3 separate regions of the Mus musculus genome follow, and all the other regions are linked to region 2. A link is a contact called in public ChIA-PET and HiChIP or PLAC-seq data. All regions are on one chromosome and are shown on one strand. The core of a region is the stretch at or near the end of the contact, and the rest is flanking DNA. Distances in the headings are between cores, read along the strand shown. Region 1 holds the start of Nemp2 (nuclear envelope integral membrane protein 2). Region 2 holds the start of Stat4 (signal transducer and activator of transcription 4). Region 3 has its middle 20 kb from the start of Nabp1.

The links. ChIA-PET counts read pairs in DNA pulled down with a chosen protein or histone mark. HiChIP or PLAC-seq counts read pairs in DNA pulled down with a chosen protein or histone mark.
Region 1: an RNA polymerase II ChIA-PET map of memory CD8 T cells shows a contact between it and region 2, with 21 read pairs. The contact joins the promoter of Nemp2 here to the promoter of Stat4 in region 2. A contact is called at or near these places in 4 of 484 Hi-C or Micro-C datasets (B cells, CD8 T cells, the HPC-7 cell line and 1 more) and 1 of 115 datasets of contacts at active chromatin or transcription factors (memory CD8 T cells).
Region 3: an H3K27ac HiChIP or PLAC-seq map of embryonic stem cells shows a contact between it and region 2, with 5 times the contacts expected there. The contact joins the enhancer-like site here to the promoter of Stat4 in region 2. A contact is called at or near these places in 1 of 39 promoter capture datasets (embryonic stem cells), 22 of 484 Hi-C or Micro-C datasets (B cells, CD4 T cells, the N1E-115 cell line and 13 more), 7 of 115 datasets of contacts at active chromatin or transcription factors (the 230-238 cell line, cardiomyocytes, effector CD8 T cells and 4 more) and 2 of 9 other capture datasets (embryonic stem cells and macrophages).

Annotation. Positions count from the first base shown.
Region 1 is chr1:52,628,208-52,632,639 of GRCm38.p6, reverse strand. Nemp2 (nuclear envelope integral membrane protein 2) reads right to left here and starts at 1,935. Exons shown (of 9, transcript NM_001142647.1): 1 at 1,789-1,935. The coding sequence starts at 1,882.
Region 2 is chr1:52,006,940-52,011,433 of GRCm38.p6, reverse strand. It overlaps Stat4 (signal transducer and activator of transcription 4), which reads right to left and starts at 3,194. Exons shown (of 24, transcript NM_011487.5): 1 at 2,706-3,194.
Region 3 is chr1:51,456,825-51,460,941 of GRCm38.p6, reverse strand. No RefSeq gene overlaps it. Among named protein-coding and RNA genes, the nearest start is that of Nabp1, 20 kb to the left of the region's middle. Within about 2 kb of position 1,736, at least 16 of the 459 cell types and tissues checked have an H3K27ac peak or open chromatin away from gene starts, as enhancers often do. A contact at or near this core is called in embryonic stem cells, where this site is marked.

The DNA.
Region 1 (4,432 bases), core at 686-3,185, 620 kb before region 2:
ACCCACCCCCACCCCCCCAGTCTTCCATTACACTCAATTTCACTTGCTGAGGCTTCAAGTTTTTGTGTTCAACCAAGGTCTGAAAATATTAAATGAAAAAAATCTTTCAAAGTAGAAATATGTAAGTTCAAATAATTTTTCCACAATATTTTATTGTAATGAATTGTAATAACTATCTCTTGCTCTGATTTATAATTATAAATCTCTTGCTGTGATATGTAATGTACACACACACACACACACACACACACACTGGGTGGGGGGGGGCATGTAAGGTTCGGTACTGCAGTGCTTTTTTAAAAAATACATTCCCTGTGGGTGAGAGAGATTATTGTCTAGCTGTCTCATCACAGGCCCCTCATAAGACCATAGCTTTTACAGTAGCAGCAGTTCTTAGACCTAGCCAACCAAGGGTTCCCAAGGTGTCACTCAACACTGCAGGACAGTGATCCCCTCCTATGTGAACGTAAGGAATATCTGGAATGGCAAGACAGAAGTTGCCATTTTCTTTTCAGCTGTGAACTGGAATTTTATCATCTCCTGGGTATCTTACACTTCTCAGAAAGAAAGTCCTGGTGAACATTTACATGCGTCTTTAACACAACTGAGGACTATTAAGCTAGGCGCAACAGTACAGCTCTGAAAACCCTTCACCTGGGAGGTAGAGGCAGGAATGTTGTACAGCCAAGGCCAGCCTGGTCTATGTAAAAATCTCCAGATCTGCTAGGGCTATATGGTGACCCATACAGCAGCAAAACTTGAAAAACTGAGTTCCTTGAAGCAAATAAAAGGAGCAGAAATAATACCTGTGTGCCCTGGAGAATACGACACCTACAGGTTAAATCAACAACTGCACTAGAGCCCAAGATTCTGAATCTATATAACTACTTCTACCCCTCTGCTGCCACGCCCAGGAGCCCTCCTCCTCAAACTGTTTTATATTTTCACAAGTACCTATTATATTTACTACCAATTCTTTGTTCTCTAGCATGTAAAATGGGCATATATGAATAATCAGTATAAGACAATGCAGTTAGAGCAAATCAGCCCTGCATAGCACAAAATAGTTAATTAACACATTCCTGTTCAATGAAAAGCTGACCACAGACCGTCCCCTAAGGTGTAACTCACTGCAAGATACCAGTATGGGCACAAGGTGTGACAGAAGCTAATAACTGCTTACTGAACATCCATTCTCTCTTTCAGTCTTAGACACCCTACTAACTTTGTCGGTGTCGGAATATTATCCAATTGAAAGTCTGTATCTTGACAGCCTCCCTTGAGTCTGTAAGTGACCATGTAATGAAGAATACAAACAAGCAATCTTTTGAAGGATGTAGTGAATGGTAGAAATAAATGTTAAACTCGTGGAGACTGCGTTTTGCTGCTACAGCTTTCTGAGCCAGAATCTTAAGCACCCCAAACAGTCTGAGTAGCTCACTGAGACTTCCTGTGCACCTGGTTCAATGCTGGAGCATCAGCAGTATTTTGCATATGACCAGCTACCCAGGTCACAGCAGCCAATCAGAAACAGAATTTCGGTTCCTTTCTGAAGCTTCTATCCTTCTCTAGCCTTGAGTTTCCTGAGATTTCTGAAGACAGATAAAATAAGGTTTCAGACATAAACTGCAGACAAAGGGCCAGCTGTGCGGTTGTCCAGCGGTGTGATCCTGAACAAACCAAAACACTGAAGTATCCGATGCCCGCAGACAGGGGCGGGGCCTGGCCGCGGCCGCGCGTGACCCTGCGGCGCCGAAAGGAGGCCCCCCCGCCCGGAGCCGGGGTTACCTGACATCGCTGCCTCCTCGTCGTGCACCGCGCTCGCTGGCAGTGTAGCCAGGGGCTGCAGCCAGAGCACCAGCCACCACAACCTAGGCAGCATCGCGGCCAGAGCGGCGGAAGTGGCGCAGCGGACCAAGAGCGGGAAAGCGGAGGGAGGGGATTGCAGGGGCGGAGCCGGCTGCGGCCCCGCCCTTCCGCGGTCCGCCGAGCGGCTCTCCCAGTGGCCTCCAGGGGGCGATCACCTGCCTTCCCGATTCTTGCTCCTGGGCCAGCTTGCAGAGTTGGCGGGCAGTTTAAAACACGCCGGAGCCCCGCGCAGGGTTCTCAGAGCACTGGTGCGGGCCACTCAGAAAGGCAGGCTCTTCACATGCACCCTCTCAGAAATAAGACCAGCAAGCCCCACTTAGACAAAAGCCTGACTTGTTTGTTTGTTTGTCCCTCCTTTCACCTCTTCCTTTTTTTTTTTTTAAGCAACAAGTTGAGAAATTTGGTGCTTAAATAATTTGTGTCTAAGCTCATGAACACAGTATCTTTCAAAAAAAAAAAAAAAACCCAAAAGGGTTATATAAGTTCACTATTAATAAAGTGTTACTTTAATAGAGATCTGGAGGCTGGAGAGATGGTCCAGTGCTTAGGAACACTTATCGCTCTTCCAGAGAACCCATGTTTCCCAGCGTGCACATGGCAGCAGCCCCAAACATATGTAACTACAGTTTCATGGAATCAACTGCCCTCTTCTGAATTCTGCAGACATATGGTACACAGACATACACACAAGCTAAACACCCATACACTTAAATTAAAAAATAAGCCTTCTTTTAAAAATGAGATTGTATTTTTAAAAATTCAAAGATATAGTGAGTGTTCTAAACATAACCAACCTGGCAGAGATGATAGCTCTCTAAAGTCAGCCTATTGAGACAGAAGACTCCAAGAAACTGGAATGCTGCACAGTAAACCACTCTGGGGAGCAGAGAAAGCCACCACCAACCACAAGAGAATAGTCTGTCCTAGAAAGAGACTCACAGTTTCTGAGCCCTATGGTTTATTGATGATCAGGATAATTCTGTGTTAAGAGCAAGCCTTCTTTGGTCTCTGGAAACCTTTCAGTGTGACTTACTATTTCATACTTGAAGTAGGGCAGAAGAGTGTGGTGGTAGTGGACTGTAATCCCACCATTTGAGAAACAGAGTTAATGATGGGTAAGGTGAGCCTAAGTGGCATAGGGGATCCAAGGCTAGTCTGGCTACATGAGACCTAATTTAACCTTCCTCTGATCCCCATCCCTGCCCCACCACACACACAAAGCTAGAGTAAGAAGTTGTGTTCTTTTCTCTAATTCCAGTCTTCCACTAACAGCACTAAGCTCGATATAATAGAAATCTTTTTTTTTTAATAACTCAGCTTCAATTTTTTTTAATGGTCTAAATAGGAAAGAATGTCTCTGAGTTATCTAAAGGAGGCTTTCACCAAATGCCCCGTATATGTGTATACCTAGTATGTGGCTGTAAAAGCTCAGAGTTTTTTTTTTTAAGGAAATTATTAGGGGCTGATTTTTAAAAATAAACCTTCATTATTGGAATCTGTCCTTTATCATTTTTTTTCCCTGGATCCCCTTGGTATGCCTCTTGCAAAGCAACTTTTTGCTCCAATTCTGTTCAAACTGGTTTGGTTAATTTGGGATAATGCTAAGGAAAGCAACTGAAAGAAACATATCACCAAATGACTAATGTACTTTCTTAAAGCTGTCTTCAATAGATAGAGAACAAGCAGAGACATATGTTTGCAGCGCTGATCAAAAAACAAAACAAAACAAAACAAAATTAAACCATCTAATTACTAAATTGGTAGATGAATTGAATAGGTTGTTTTCAAAGGTAAAAATACAAATGGTCAATAAATATTTAATATCCTTAGGTATGGTGGCTATTTTTGGTCATCAACTTGACTACATCTGGAATTAATTTAAACTCAAATGGCTGTGTACACCTTTGAGGAATTTTTCTTTTCATCATTTGAAGTGGGAAGACATACTTTTACTCCAGATCTTTCTTTGTCCTATATAAAGGACATGGAAGAAGGAAGCTTGCTCTTTTTTGTCGCGTCCGCTCTCGACCAGCAAGAACGACACGACCACCAGTCCTTCTAACGGCAGTTTATTCAGCAAACTTCCGTCTTCATCTCTCTCGCTTCAACTTTTTCTTCATCTATCTCCCACGAACCCCGGGCCTCTCACTCTTATATACTCTCAGTCCTCATCCACTCACAGCAGGCCATGTCACCTCACCAAGGCACGCAGCTTCAGCCAATCAGGGCGGCAGGGGCATGTCTCCACCAAATATGGACTTGTTTAAACCACCAGCATCATGGCGCACCTGTGCAGCTCTCACGACGGTTGTGGCTTATTTTCAGGTGTATGAGGAAGTCAGGTGCAAGTCATAAGACTTAGCTGCAGTCCCTGGCGCCTTCTTGGGACTGCTGCCACACCCGCTCCTCACACTTTTTCTGTGATTCCTCTTGCTAAGTCCATTCCTTTACTGTTATCAGAGCCTACCAGAAGACCAGCTGAGACATCCATCCATAGGGACTGAATAATTGCTAGATTCTTGGGCCTCCCATTAATAAACAGCAATTGTTGAAGGAGATGGTG
Region 2 (4,494 bases), core at 1,945-4,444:
ACACCCCATGCCCTACCCTACCCAGCTGTCCCTATAGACTCGGGGATTAGCACAGAAACTGTATTGTCAGCAAAATGCTTCCTTATCCCTCCCTCCTTGAGCAGGTTGAATGCAAATAAGTACACGTACACACACACACACACACACACACACACACACACACACACACATACACACACACACATACACACACACACACATACACACACACACACATACACACACATACACACACACACTACACACACACATACACACACATACACACACACACACACACACACACACATACACACACACACACAAACACACTGACTGTACCTTCTGAGGCCTATTCATTCATTTCTTCCCCAGAGCTTCTTTTTCATAAAAATGGTCCAGCCTGTTTTTTTTTTTTTTATTTCATATTTGTTGGGACTCTACAGTGAGCTTTAGCCTGACTAGAGTTCCATTCTGTGGCAGCTTCCTGAAGAACTGCATGCGTGCACTCCCGCGTTTGAGTCATACCAGTGCAAAATTATTTCTAAGCCAGCATCCATTTTTATTGTTCTCTAGTGAGCTACGGTTGGGCAGAGCTTTTTTTAGATACAACGTCACCTTGTATCTAACAGTGATTGAGCCCTCAAATTAACTAAAGTAGAATAAACTATCCCATTTTTATAATGTAAACACAGAGCAGTGTGCTCCTTTAGTGTAACCTATATGTTCCCACTCTGTCCAGCACAGAGGCTGTAGATGTACGTTCTAGCATAGAAAAATCAGTATGACTTAATTCCCCTGACGTTACTAAGTTATTGCCTTTGCTCTTTTGGAATGCAGATTTCTTGATTAGTAATAGTAAGTCAAGGGCAAAACTTTCACCCCAATATTTCAATACATCTTGGAGGTATGACGTTTCTCTTTGCTTATAGAACAAATTGAGTCTTCAGATTTCAGTGGGAACTTTTTTTTTTTTTTTTTTTTTTGGGTTTTCGAGACAAGGTTTCTCCTTGTAACCCTGGCTGTCCTGGAACTCACTTTGTAGACCAGGCTGGCCTCGAACTCAGAAATCCGCCTGCCTCTGCCTCCCGATTGCTGGGATTAAAGACGTGCGCCACCACGCCCGGCCAGTGGGAACATTTTCAAACACCTTTTCCTTGAGCTAACTTTATAACTAAATGTTATAAACTATACTAATGTATAAATATAAGTCAATCAATAAATAAAATAATAAAAGTTGTGCTTCTCTCAGAAAAATGTAGATAGGGAGAGAAGCTATCTTGAACTTGTATATGACTTTATGTTTATGAGCCCTCATGGCTGGCCATTGCAGGTATGTTGTGAGTGCTTAGTAAAGTAAATAATTTAAGAAAGCTTATTTGGGCCTCCTGATGGGCCCCTGAATAGGTGGGAGAATAGCAAGCACCTTGGGCTTTACAAACAATCAAGCGCCAAAGAGGGATTGAGAATCCTGCCCACAACGTGCAGCTCTGACAAACTTCCCAGGTCTGGGAACAGAACTGGAGCATTCTCTTCTACCAGTGGCATCAGGAGGTCAGGAGCTGAAGACAGGGTCGCCGCTTTCACTGTTTCTGTTGTTTCTATTTTGTTATTTGAATGCAGGGTAATTTTATTATCTTACAGTCAAATCACTCAGATAAGTCACTCTTGCAAACCAAGGCTGAAGCAAGGTGCAGAAGGACCCTTTTCTCCCTGGCGTACCCTAAAGAGGAAAACCTTCAGACCTCGTTTGGAGCTCAGGAAGTCCCACCCCTGGCTGAGGAGTTATTGGCAATTGATGGTTCAGGGTCTGCGTCCAATCCCACATCATCATCCATGCACATGCAGGCATCACTACGTGAATCAACCAACCAAACAAATAAACAAACAAGCAAACCAGCACATAAAGTTGAGAGGGAATAAATACCCTAGGGAGAAAAGGAGAAGATCTGGAGGGTAGCGAATGAGAGTGGATTTGATAAGTTCCTTTTAAAATTACTTTTCTAAAACTTTAAGAAATTAAAGCGAGGTTTTTTGTTGGGTTTTTTTTTGGGGGTGGGGGGGGTGGTGGTTTGTTCTGGTGTTGTCGCTGTTGTTTGGTGTTCAGACCTCCAGCGGGTGTCTTTGTTTTCACTCTCTAGGGGCTCATTGTCCTGTCTCAGGACAAGTACTTTCCATCTAAAACCTGGATGCCTGCCGGCTCCCTCCTGGTATTCCTGCATTCAGGCCCATTTCCCGGGTGCTAGCAGTGCTGTTGACTCTTTGACCTCTTTGCAAAGGGACGACCTACTTTAAGCATCACTCACACTTCTCAAAGCCACAATCACCGGCTACCCTAGCGGGATGGTGTTTCCCTGAAACCCAGATGTGCCAATCTCGGGTCAGATATCACAGCCCTCCGTTGGCTAAAGAAAATTAGGGCTGTCTTCCAGCCCTTAGCTGACACACCTCCGCAGCAGCACAGCCCCCAACCCACCCCTCCGCTTCACGGAGATGCCTCGACTTCTCCCTCCTTCAGTAAAGATCCGGAGCCAGATCTCCATTTAAGTCTTTGGAAGACTTTTTTTCTGAGTGATCTGAGTGTAATGAGTAGGACCCTTCTTTTTATAGGCATCCCTTCCTCCCCAGTCGTGTTAATACCAATTGTAGAAAGACGCCCCAAGAATCCTGCCTAGATGTTTCCTATTGTGGAGAGGCCACACGCAGATGCGGGCTGCCTGGCTTACCTGGCTCTCTCTCTCTCCGTCCAGGTAGTGGCACTGCACAAGTCCAAAGTCAGAATCGGCCTTCAGGGTCCACAGCCGCTGACGCCATTCCTCTAGGGGATTTGCATTTCTCCACCCACTTGAGGCTTTCCTGTGCGTCAGTGTTTGAGTCCCTGGGACTTTAGGCAGTTCCTATCCACTCTATTCTAGAAACGCTTTACAAAGTCAGGCTGAAGCCCCCTTGGCAGAGCACCGCCCCATCCCTAGTAGCCACTCTTACAAATGCAAATTGTCCCAAGGTGTGTAGAGTAAGAGGTACACACTGAAGGACTGGGATTCCTGTTTTCCTAGACATAACTCCATCCTTTCTAGGGAGCCAGCATCAACACACCAACCAACAGCAGGGTCTGCTGTCTTGTGAGAAGACAGGCTTACACAGGTTTGTGGCAACTCGTGTAAAAGTTCTCGGTGTATGCCCTCTCTGGCCAGCTTCCACCTTGTCTTGGTACCTGTAGTCTGTGTGCTCCCCTCTTTATGACATGGGTCTGTTCTAGAATCACAGAGCTGGGTGGAACCTCGGTTCCTTTCCGTTCTAAATTTCACTTTCTGAAGACATTGAGGACCAGGCAGGTGAACAAAGTTACTCAGAGACATAGCCACTGGACTAAGATAGACAGTCATCTCTCAGGGATCACTGACTTCCAGCGGATTCCTTTAGATATTAATGCCTTGAACAGGAAAAAAATTCTACCAGAGTTCAGCAAAATAAATCAGACTGGTGGAAAGCAATGGGCAGACTGGATACACATGTGTCTAGGGTAGTATACCTAGGCAAAAGCCTGTATCATATCAATGACCAGCCATCACACAGGTGTGCCACCTGGATTCTTCTCTCCCAAGTGACAACTAAGCCATTCACACCCTACCCAGGAAACTTTTCTCCCTCTCAGGAGCTGAGGCTGTGACTCAGACAAGTCTGGGCACTGTCATTTTTCACTCCTGATGTTCCCCCCACTGCATCTTCTCACCAGGTACCCCCCCCATGCCACCCCACACACAGTGAAATCCTAGACTTTGTGAAGATGTAACAATGCCCCCAAACCCACAGTAGGTTTTTGTTTGTTTGTTTACGCTGAATTTCTTTACTCTTCTTGACCAGCTGTCTGGGAGAAACAGAACACACTCCTTGCATTTTCTGATCCCCCTCATGTTCTTAATCTCTGTCTCTCCCCCCTCCCTTTCGATTTGTGTGTGGATATAGGCATATGTTCAGAGCATGTGTGAGTGCTGGCATGCCATAGATCCCAAGTAGAGATCAGAGAACAATATCCAGTGTTGCCCCTGCCTCCAACCCTGTTTGAGACATGGTCTCCTGTTGACACTGAGTTAGCCAGCCTGGACTGCCTGGAAGCTTCTGGGGGTTCCCGTGTCTCCCATCTTGCCATGGCACCATCACAGCTGGCTTTACATGAATCATGGAGATCCACATTCATGTCCTCTTACCCGAGTGTAAGTGCTTGACTCACTGCACCATCTCCCTAGTCCCAGACACATTTAAAGTGGAAAAAAAAAATGGGTGAAATCAGCACAAGTAACCTAATATCTACAAAATAATAATACTTCATTTAAATTATAATAAAACATTAAATTATAATAAAACATTTAAATTGCTACCTAAGATCCTTTGTATTCCTTCCTATTGAACACCTAGATTCTGCAGTGTAAGTGGATTTCTTTCCAGTGTCTAAAGCCCTGGTGGCTGCCATTCTGGACAGCTTAGGTGGAGACCACTACTCGCCACTTTTACTTC
Region 3 (4,117 bases), core at 487-2,986, 550 kb after region 2:
GTGAGACGGAGCTGTCAATATAGATACTTTCTTCTTCACCACCAATTCTACTTGATTAGGAATAAGAATATTAAAACTTCACTCTTTTGTGGTCTTTAATGAACTAATCTAAGAAATGATTACCAATGTCTTCCAAACTTTGGAAAGGTTGACGTGGAACTTTCTAAGTGGACCAAATTGGCAATTCAGCACATAGTAGGGCTGGCCTTCCATAGGCACAGCTTTCAATCTGTGGGTTCTGCAACTGTGAAGTCATCGCACCATGAGGAGTGTGTGTCTGAATTGATCATGGACAGACTTTTTCTTGTATTATTCCCTAGACAATAAAATATAATAACTATTTACATAGCGTTGAGAAGTGTACGAGTTGCCACTGCATCAGAACAATGAATACAAAGTCGAATAAACTGAAAAGGCAATTCTTCCTAAAACAGTAGGAGCAGTAAGGTCAGAAGGCAAGTCAATGTCCCTGAAGTTGGTGTGAGAGGCACAGAAAATCATACCAGAGTGGAAACTCAGGAACAGACAACTCAATGGGAATTAATGCCCAGCTGGAGAAAGCCTGCTCAGGAATCGATGGAAAGCTGGAGGTTCAGCCTAAAGAAATCTTAGATAAAAAACAAGGAGCTCATTCACTGGGATCTCCCAGTCCCTTTTATTAATTCTTAGAGAATTTCTTACAATGTGTTTTGATAATATTTACCTCCATCCCTTGACTAGGTAGACCTTTTAGTAGACTTGTTGTTACTGAATAAAAAGTCTATGCCTGAGGATATCTCCATAGAAACATTGAGAACTGAAAAACTCTGGGAAAAGTGGGGAGAACACATACCCCAAATAGCAGTTCCCTTTTAAGCAGTATAACTATGCATGGTGGGGGTATTAAAATGAAGGTACTGAAAGATCACAGTGTCATTTTGAAGTTTGGGTTGTTTGTAAGTATATTTCAATCTCTGCAGCAGCCACTGGGGTGGGGGATGGAGGTCTGAGATTCACTGATGTGCTAAGAAAGATGAGAAAGTAAGAGAACCTTTGGGCCTCCTGTCTGTATTGGTAAGGTGCTAGTAGTGATGGCTATCACCGTGCTTTTAACAGGGAAATTCAAAGTCAAGCTTTACTAGTTAGCAATAAGGCATTAATGAACACCGGGCAAGCAGAGACTAGCAGAGTAGGAGGTAGAAGGGTGGGTCTTCCTCTAAGATGGAAGTGGAACAGCTGAGGAAGGAATTAGTCCAGAGGAGTCCTCTATCTTTTGAAGGTCCTCACTCTTTCCAAACACAGAAATTTTATTTTGACTCATGTGTATGGGTATTTCTAGTCACGTGTGTGTGAATGCAGCATGCAGATTCTTGGAGCTGGAATCACGGGCAGCCGGTGCTGGGAACAGAGTGTGTGTGCTCTGGAAGGGCAGCAAGCGCTCCTAACCTCTGCGCCACCTCCCCAGCCAACAGCTGCCCTTTCTTAGTCCCGGAGTTGAGTCCAGATCTCCTGGGGGAGTGTGCTGTGGTCTGCTGATGGGCAGAGAAGTTCATTGAGGTGGTTCAGGCTTGGGGCTCAGCAGGTGGGTTCTGGCAGCCTGGAAGGCACCAACTGGGTCTGTGTAAAACACACTGGGAAACTGGCTGAGCTAGACCTGAGGGACCAACCTTTGGAGTGTTGGCAACACTCCCCAGGAGGTGAGCACTATCTTGTGTCTCCTGAGTTCCTTTCCAGTCAAAGAACTAGTGTCCCTCCCTCCAACAGTCTCTCTGCTGCCCTCTACTGGTGAAGCTTTACATCTTACCACCTGGGGAAAAAGTAATAAAAGAAGTAAACTTGTAACTAGTGTTGCGGTCTTGACTTCGACTTGGCTTCAGAAGGACCACACCAGACCAAATAGTTCCACGGGAGGTTTATTGGGCGAGAGAGGGCAAGGTGGCTGCGGGAAGAGGGGGAGGGTAGATGGGGGGGGGGGGCTTTCTTCATATATGGGTGATGACGTAAAGGTGGGAGGTGAGCCAAGTGGATTCTGGGAATATGGTGGTTGTTGCCTTGGTAACAGGTGTTCGAGTCTCGCCTATGTGATGTCAGGGGTTTCGGAGGTCCTAATACCAACAACTAGCATCTCTATTGAAATACTTATATATGCAACAACAAGACGTCTGTGGTTCAAACCAATCATGAAGGTAGAGAAAGAAGCATTCACACAAGCAATGATAAATACTAAAGAGGGACTGTAGAAAGGGCTCAAATATATTCTCCCCTTCCTCTTCATTTTAAGTATAACACCTTAAAATGTGAATTGGCATGTTTCTGGAGGACACCGAAGCTTTATCTAACAATCTAGGGTTGCTTAGAATGTGGGGAGAACTAGAACAACCTCACATGGATCCACTGCTGGGAAGGTGGAGATAGCATCCTGGCTGATTGTGGGACAGAAAGAAAAGTCTTTCTTGGAAAGCCTTAGGCTGACATCAGGAGGCCACACAAGCTTAATCCTTACATTGAAAGGGACTGACAACATAGTTTCCTTAGTGGGTTTAGGTATACCTAGACTATTCTAAGTACTAGTTACGTGTTTGCAGTTACTAGCTATGCTAATGTATTTTCTGACAACGAGCCTACGCTCTGCTGGCAGGGAGCTGAGGTGCCAGGAAGCTGACAACTTTACACTCCCGATGCTCCTGAGTCTACAAGCTAAGAGAGGGGTGAATAACCCAGTGTGCGTCACTGCTGCTGTTGTCATCCTTCACTGACACCAGACTCCAGCTTCTTCAGATTCCAACAAGACTCCAGGAATCTTCTGCAGACCAGATTGGGATATCGAAAGAAAACAGATGTGTGGACTGAGGTGATATCTGCTTCTCAGCCTCTCCGCTCTAAAGATGGACATTTTTTGATTACCTGGTATATATCTTGTGAGCCAATGTAGTGAATCTTTGTTCATAACGTGTATGTATTCTATTGGTTCGTTTCCTTTAGAGAACCCCATACAATGCAAATATTGAATTAAAAAAATAGCTCACTGGAATCCAGCAAATTATTATTGCACTACAAAACTAAAGTAGTTCCATAAGATCAGCCAAGGAGAGGCTGGAAAAGGGATGGTGAAGTTAATTGTAGTGGCTGGGGAAGCAGGGATCAATGGATGCGGGAGGAAGGATGCTGAGTATCTCAAAAGGCATAAGTGGCAAGGATGGAAATGTGACAGGGTCTTTACAAGCATAGGCTCAGCTATGCAAATCATGAAATGTAAATGTTGCTGTAATAAAATCCCATGACCAAGTACAACTTCTGGAAGACAGTTTATATACCTTATGATTTTATGGGGAGAGTTTATAATGATGGGGGGGGTACACAGCAGCAGAAAACCATGATGGCAGGAAACTATGACATCACAGTTTTGTTTACCTACAGGAAGTAGGGAGGGCAAACTGGAAGTGACCTGGATTTATAAACACCCGACAGCCCAGCATTCCTCCGCACATTGCAGGCTGCTTGGACTCTGAGAAAGGAACCAGCTGCAGAAATGAACTGAGCAGTGCAACGTATTAGAGTTGCTCTGAGTCATCTGGCAAGGGGCTGGAAACTGATGGGCCAAAGCAGAGGAAGAAGGTTCTATTCTACCTGCTCCCCAAGACTGGTCTGAAGACCTGCACACTACCAACCAGGATGCTCATTGCTGGTTCCATGCTAGCAGCAGAGCCATTGCTGAGCTGGAGGTGGGGGCAGTGAGTGAGGGATGGAGCCACACACATAGAGGAGAATCTGGGACTCCTGAATTAGAGGGTGCTCACAAAATTTGGGTTGGAAGAATGCTTTGCAGAGATCCGGCATGCCCACATCCTCTAGTCCAAGATAAACCTTATATATTACCTTTTGAGTTTCCCCGACTCCCTGAGCTCCAAATGGCTGCCTTCCACACAGTATGTGTTTACACAACTTTATTTTCGTATGAATGTAAAATGAATGAACACTGACTTGTTTTGTCTGTGCATGACTTAAGCTTGTGTTTCTTACCCTTTCTTTTGTGTTTCCTTTAGACTCCAGCATGGTGAGTCCAAGTGATGTTTTTAAATAAGAAAACACACTGAAAGAGTCTCCGACATGTTTCAAGAGCAGTTTGGGAAGAAAATTA